2 separate regions of the Mus musculus genome follow, and region 1 is linked to region 2. Evidence: chromatin contacts called from public promoter capture Hi-C data. All regions are on one chromosome and are shown on one strand. The core of a region is the stretch at or near the end of the contact, and the rest is flanking DNA. Distances in the headings are between cores, read along the strand shown.

Region 1 (3,246 bases), core at 318-2,817, 1.9 Mb after region 2:
ATCTCTCAGGTTATATAGAAAGAGACACCAGGGAAGGGACAAAACCACGAATCATTATGTCAATCTTATCTGCTTGACCATTTTCTCAGGACTGGCCAGGCAAGGGCCTTCTAATGATAGCAAACTCATTGCTGTGTGGAGCTTAACTTCAGCTAGTGACAGCTGTTCTTGAAGGTGAAGAGGACTCAGAACAAAAGGAATAAGTAAACTGGAAATGGAAACAGCAAGTTTTGTTCTTACTTTACTGTATGTGTCCTGCATATTTATCTGTGTACCACCTGCATGAGTTACAGGCAGTTTCAAGATGCAATCTGTTTGCCGAAATCAAACCTGGGTCCTCTGAAGGAGCAGTTGGTGCTCTTATCTGTTTTGGGTGCTGACCAGAGCCTAAGAATGGTTCCTCTAGCGTTTTGGGCTCCTCACTCTTCCTCTGAAGTCCCCTTCCTTGTCTGCCATGATGTAGTTGACATTCACGATGGCTTAACTCAAATGGCTCAGCTTTTTTCTTCTCTGTCTTCCTCCTCCTAGCAGTTGTCATGCTGTACAGGTTTTTCTTTCGAATAAAATTGTCCCTGGGCTTCCATTTGAGTCTGCTTTTAAATTCTCTTACTAATGAGACTAAAAAGCCCAAGAGGGGACTCTGATTTCCTGAGCATTAGTGACTCTGATGGGATTTCCCCAAATTTTCCAGTAACAGAGATATAACATTCAAGACAGGAAGATCTTTTTAATACCACTCTAGAAACGAAAGTCAACCTCAGACTCTGATGAGCTGTCTGCCAAAGGCATATGCAAACAGAGACACCCAGCTACCCGGAAGCAGCATTTGACCAGGTAAAGGTTGGGCTCTTCCTTGGTCACTGGGTCAATTTAGGGAACTAGAGAGCAGGCTCAGATCCTCCCAAATGACCAAGCCCATTTGCTAGAAATCAGACTGCTGGGAAGAAGGAAATGAAGGGGTGAAGAATAGGTTTTGGAAAGTGAGGTTGGGGCAGGACTCAAGATAACACTAAGATGGATTACTGGGGAGTAAGGAGTGTATTAGAAGAGTTAGTAGTGCCATGAATAAATGGATGGGGGAGTGGTGAGTGGAGGGCCGGAGAAATGGCTCAGCGATTAAGAGCACTGGCTTCCTCTTCCAGAGGACTCAGGTTCTGTTCCCAGCACATAGTGGCTCACAGCTGTCTGCAGCTCCAGTTCCAGGGGATCCAAAGCCCTTCTCTGACCTTCATGGGTACCAGGCACACATATGGTACACAGACAGACAGACACAAAAGACAGAGGGCAAGACAAGACACCTATACACATAAAAATAAATAAATGAAAGTAGTTTTTAAAAGACCAGGCATAATGGCACAGACCTGTAATCCCAGCATTCAGGAGGCAGAGGTAAGTAGATCTCTGTGTGTTTGAGGCCAGCATGTCTACATGGTAAGTTCCAGTCTAGTCACAGCTATGTAAAGAAACCTTGTCTCAAAAAAAAGTACAGGACTTACAACAGAGGAAGAAGACACACACAGAGACAGGAAATGCCCTCAGCTTTTACTCTAAAGCAGGTGGTAACTGCACCTTGTCTGCTGTGGCGGGGGCTGGGGCCTGACCTCACAGTCTTTCATGATTGACTAGTTTTAAAAGAATCCGGGGGGGGGGGGGGGGACATGAAGGAAACCAAGCGTTGAGAATGCAGAACTTGAGTTCTGAGAATGCAGCAGGAACTCTGTGTAATGTAAGTTTTATAAGGTGGGGGAGATAAAAAGATTTGAGGTTTACAGTGTTTGACAGAAAGGGCTAATATTTAATGTTTCTTACAATGCAAACTCACTTCCCAGGTGAGAATTCTGGTACCAGGATCCTCTCACAGACAGGGACAGTCGGTAGAGTGCCTTGTAGACATCTCTGAAAGGGGTCGAGGAAGCTGCTGCACCTTGTGGTCTAATATATAGACTACAGACTGTTGGGTCAGAAGGAAATTCCAGTTCCCCAAACTCCAAACCATAGTCCAAATATCCAGAAATGAGCCCAACCTGGGCCGTAGGAGGATTTCTAGTGGTCAGATAAAAGCCACTGCAGCTCAGCAACTTGAGAAGCTGGTTCCTATCTACCTCTGGTAGAAGGGATGTGTGTGTGGCTAACTATCAGCATAGCAAAGCTCATGCTGGCCTCCAGGCTCCCCCATATCACAAGCACCTGCTATATATTTCAGAGTCCATGCCAGTATCCCAGCCCTTCTTACTGCCTCCCCGAATCTAAACTCCCCCTGCCCCCCCCCCCCAGCTACTCATTCTCTTTATAGTCTTGCTATTCTCGCTATGTGTTCTCTATGCTCTGTGCCTGCTTCTCTTGTTATGGTTTTTCTATTCTCTAACTCTCCCCCCACACACATACACACACTACTCTCTCACAGGTAGCCCTGGCCGAGTCCAGTCTACCAGCCATGTTCAGTCTATTTATTTTCTCTCTGCTCAGGAGTCTTCCAGATGCCTCTGGCTGTTCTTGCTCTCATGGGTACAATAAAAACCTTCCCCCACACGGCACCATGACTTGGTCATGTCATCAGTTTACATACAGACTAGATTGCAATACCACATTCTTACAAGTAGATACAGGATAAGAGTCTTGCTTGGTCCTTGGGAAAAATAACAGATTTAATGAGGAAACACAAATTTCTGGTGAAAAATAAGTATGTTAAATTTGAACAGAAATCCCCCATGCCCCACTGACATTCTATTCCGCTTCTGTCCACATCCCCTCTCAGAACCTGGAGGCTAAGACAGGTTGTCCCTGTCTTTCAAGCTGCGTGGAAGTTTCTGAAGGGAAGGTACAGTGGTTGTGGTGACGGTCCAAGATGGGGGTCACAGAGGACCTGAGTTTTGTATCTCTTAGGAAACCACTAGAAAGTCAGGACCTTCTGTCCCCGTCTACTTCTCTGATCTCAGGCCACTTTACAAGACCTAAGACTCTTCTCAAGCCACTTGGCCACAGCGGATCACCTCGATGGAGAGGACCTGGCACACCCACCCCGAGCTAGTTCCAGAAGGATTTATGTCAGAGGAAGAGCAACTTCCCCAACTGGTGAGCAATCAGGGCTTGCCCAGGGCTAGGCTCTGTAGAGTCCAGGCCTCTCCCAGGAAACAGTTTTAGGTAACAGCAATCAGGGACTTCTCTGATTGCTCTGGAGATATGGCCCTATCCTGTCTGCCCTGGAAGGAAAAGGCGCTGGACTTTAGAATCTGGAATCTAGATATG
Region 2 (3,325 bases), core at 216-2,715:
GTGTGTGTGTGTGTGTGTGAGTGAAAGGGTGTGTAGGAGTGTGGGAGTTCAAGAAAAGAAAAACATACAGGACAAAAGCAGAGTGCGCAAGAGAATGCAGAGTGTGTGCAGCCTCAAGTTCTGAGAGAGAGAAGAGAGAGTAACTTTAAGCCTTGAAAAATTGCCTGTCAGTTTGTACCCAAAAAGTAGTCTGTGTCTGTTTATTATGTACCTTCCAGATATCCCTGCTTCCAGTTGAGAACTCTGACCCCGTGTTGAGGCTGGAAACACGTGAAGGCCACGGAACAATCTCAGGTGTTATCCTCAAAATGCCATCTACTTCCTTTGAGATTAGGCCTCTTATTGGCCTAGGCTACACTGGCTGGCCAGTGTGCTCCAAGGATCCTCTGGCCTCTACCTCCCCAGCACTGGGAATACCACTGAGTGCCACTACACAAGGCATTTTTATATGGATTCTGGAGATTAAACTCAGGTCCTCATGGAAGACAAGGTGCTTGTCAATGAGATTAAGTGATATAAGCCTTGAATAGAGGATTCTGCAGTGGTAACAATGTAACCTCCCCATCCATACTGGCTCCACTCTATGAGTCTGAGCCCATAACCACCCATCTAAAAGTCCATTTCTTAAGGTTGGCAAAGAGCTTTCTGGAGATGTTGTAGTTATCAATAAGAAATTCCTGCCGGGCAGTGGTGGTGCACGCCTTTAATCCCAGCACTTAGAAGGCAGAGGCAGGAGGATTTCTGAGTTCATTTCTGGGTTTGAGGCCAGCCTGGTCTACAGAGTGAGTTCCAGGACAGCCAGGGCTACACAAAGAAACCCTGTCTCGAAAAAAACCAACCCCCCCCCCCCCCAAAAACAAACCAAAAAAAAATTCCTCTGCTTAAATCGCTAGCTCTTGTAGAGCTATGACTAAGATGGTGTTTAAAGCTATTTCAATACTAGCACAGACATGAGAACTCTTAGTTCCTTATGAATCTACTCTTCTTCAAACTCTATTCCCTCTCAACAAGCTGCCATTTATGACTGTCCACATCAAATCCAGGCTGTTAGTTATCCTAATGTCTCTCCTCATTTCCCTGTATGTAAATCAGCAAATGGCAGCAACGTTCTTTGTTTTTCTTCATCAACTTTGAGCAAGTCTAAAACATAACAAAAGAAAACAACAACCACAACCACAACCCGACCTCATTTAGTCTAGACTGCCCAAATAGCCTTCTCACTGCTCTTAGTGCTTCTTTTCTGTTCTTGCCTTGCCCTATAATGCATCCCTATGCAGAAGCCCAGGACAGTCTCCTGGCTGTGTGTGGTGGCTCACACCTATAATCCCAACACGAGGGAATAAGGTCAAGAGTTCACGGTCAACCTCAATTGTAGAGTAATTCTGAGGTCAGGTTTGGCTACTCTTTACCCTGACTTACAGAGGCCTGTCAGACTGACGTACTTTTGCAGCTGCTCATTCTAGTGACAGCCATCTCTGTTCTTTCACTTTGCAATTGCTTCTCATTGGTAACAGTTTAGTTTGTAGTAGGCACCAGCAAACTATGGCTTCAAATCAAATGCAAGGTGCTGCTTGTTTGCATGTAGTCTTATTGGAACACAGCCAGGTTCCATGCTTATGCCCTGTCTGTGGCTGCTTCTGCCATATAGAACTGAATCTCTGAAGAATACTGTAGGCCACATAGCTCTCAACAGTGAATAGCTTGCTTTTTTACAGAGAACTACCATTCAGAGGACACACGGTTGAAAGGTAGAGGGAAGAAGTGATTCGTTTAAGATCCCATAGCTAGTAAGCTGCTGAGACAGAATCTTTTATATTTATTTTAAACTGAAATCCTGACACACACCCAACTGTTATCCTCTTAATTTGGCAGCCTCCGTGAAACTTAATCAGTCTTATGAAACTAACAGGTGGCTTAACTCCCCAAGGCAAACAGAAAAACAGTTTAATAATGTGAGGTGTCTGATGGTGCCACAGATTAGAGTCCCCCTGGGACACTGATGCTCTGCTAGGGGAAACAAAGCCAAGAACACTGGTTTTGTTTTGCAGCCTTTAAACTAGTGCTATATAGCTAATCATTCATTCAAGAGTCCAATTCAATTACCCAAAGGAGCCAGGCAGACAATAGGGTGAGTTTTGGTCTACTATACAGTACAGGATGAGATAGTAAAAAGGCTTTGAACAAAGATTAAGAACAATACTATATGGTTAATCAAACAGAGTTGCAGACAAAAACTGGATTTGGCATCAGGCTACCAGTTTCTATATGAAGAAATGCCATAAGTTCCTATAAATCTTTTTTTTCCCTGTATTTTTATTTCATTTCTAAAATTTTACATTACAGGCAATTGTGAGCCACTATGTAGATGTTATAAATCTAACTTGGCTCCTCTGGAAGAACACCCATGAGTCTTAACTGTTGAGTCATCTCTCCTGTGCAGATTCTATAAATCTTAAAAAGCCAACTGTAAAATCTGACCCTATTTTTTAAGTAACAAACATAAATAATAAAGACTGACTGACTTAAGAACAGAGTACTCAGACCACTCTCCTCACCTCCAGGTAGCCTTACCTTCAACAACATACACCTTAGTCAAAGGGAAGTCAATACTCTTTGCCATCACTTCAATTTCCTGCTTAAGCTTTCCCTCCGGTAGAGGTGTGAATTTGTCAAACAGAGGGGCAATATAGTCAGCATAAATGGTGACAAGAACCTGAAAAATAAGTAACAGGAAAGACTGTTCATTAATAACAACTTAATTATATAATATAATTATGTTCATCCAACAAACACCCAGGACATTATCTGTTTAGTAAATTAAATCAAAATAGCACTGTAATAACACTGTACACAAGTCAACTGGATTTTAGAAGATAATGCTACTAACAGTGACTAAGAACTCTGGGCCTAATCAGCAGCCTTTCTTGGGGATTTCTGGCACTGTAAGCCAATTATAACACACCCTTGTTCATGCTGGTGGAAATGGCACTTCTAGAGTATTTTCTCCGTCTCTGCCATATTACAGGTATTTAAAGACAAGTAGCTCATCTTCTGATCTCGATCCCACCAGTGAGAGATAAAGCAACAAACGCCACACAGTTCAGGTGGAAATAACCCTCATCACCAGTGGAGCTGAAGAATGGACAGATGGTATTTTCTAGGGTCTGTGAACGTTCCCCTTGCCTGTATGATTGTCTGTGATGAAGCAGATTAGAATATGAGAAACAGAGAAGGAAAAGGATGTAAGGAAGGAAAATGCAGGAGAGAGGAGAGAGGAGAGAGGAGAGATGGAGGACGGGAGGGAAGGGGAAGGGGAAGGGGAAAA

Evidence for each region. Promoter capture Hi-C pulls out the DNA fragments that hold promoters and counts their contacts.
Region 1: a contact with region 2 is called in a promoter capture Hi-C map of frontonasal cranial neural crest. The contact joins two enhancer-like sites. A contact is called at or near these places in 2 of 39 promoter capture datasets (cranial neural crest and frontonasal cranial neural crest) and 1 of 115 datasets of contacts at active chromatin or transcription factors (large pre-B cells).

Annotation. Positions count from the first base shown.
Region 1 is chr4:122,932,519-122,935,764 of GRCm38.p6, forward strand. No RefSeq gene overlaps it. Among named protein-coding and RNA genes, the nearest start is that of Mfsd2a, 27 kb to the right of the region's middle. Within about 2 kb of position 1,568, at least 84 of the 459 cell types and tissues checked have an H3K27ac peak or open chromatin away from gene starts, as enhancers often do.
Region 2 is chr4:121,078,601-121,081,925 of GRCm38.p6, forward strand. Zmpste24 (zinc metallopeptidase, STE24) reads right to left here. Exons shown (of 10, transcript NM_172700.3): 6 at 2,572-2,713. Among named protein-coding and RNA genes, the nearest start is that of Gm23540, 3.9 kb to the right of the region's middle. Within about 2 kb of position 1,466, at least 18 of the 459 cell types and tissues checked have an H3K27ac peak or open chromatin away from gene starts, as enhancers often do.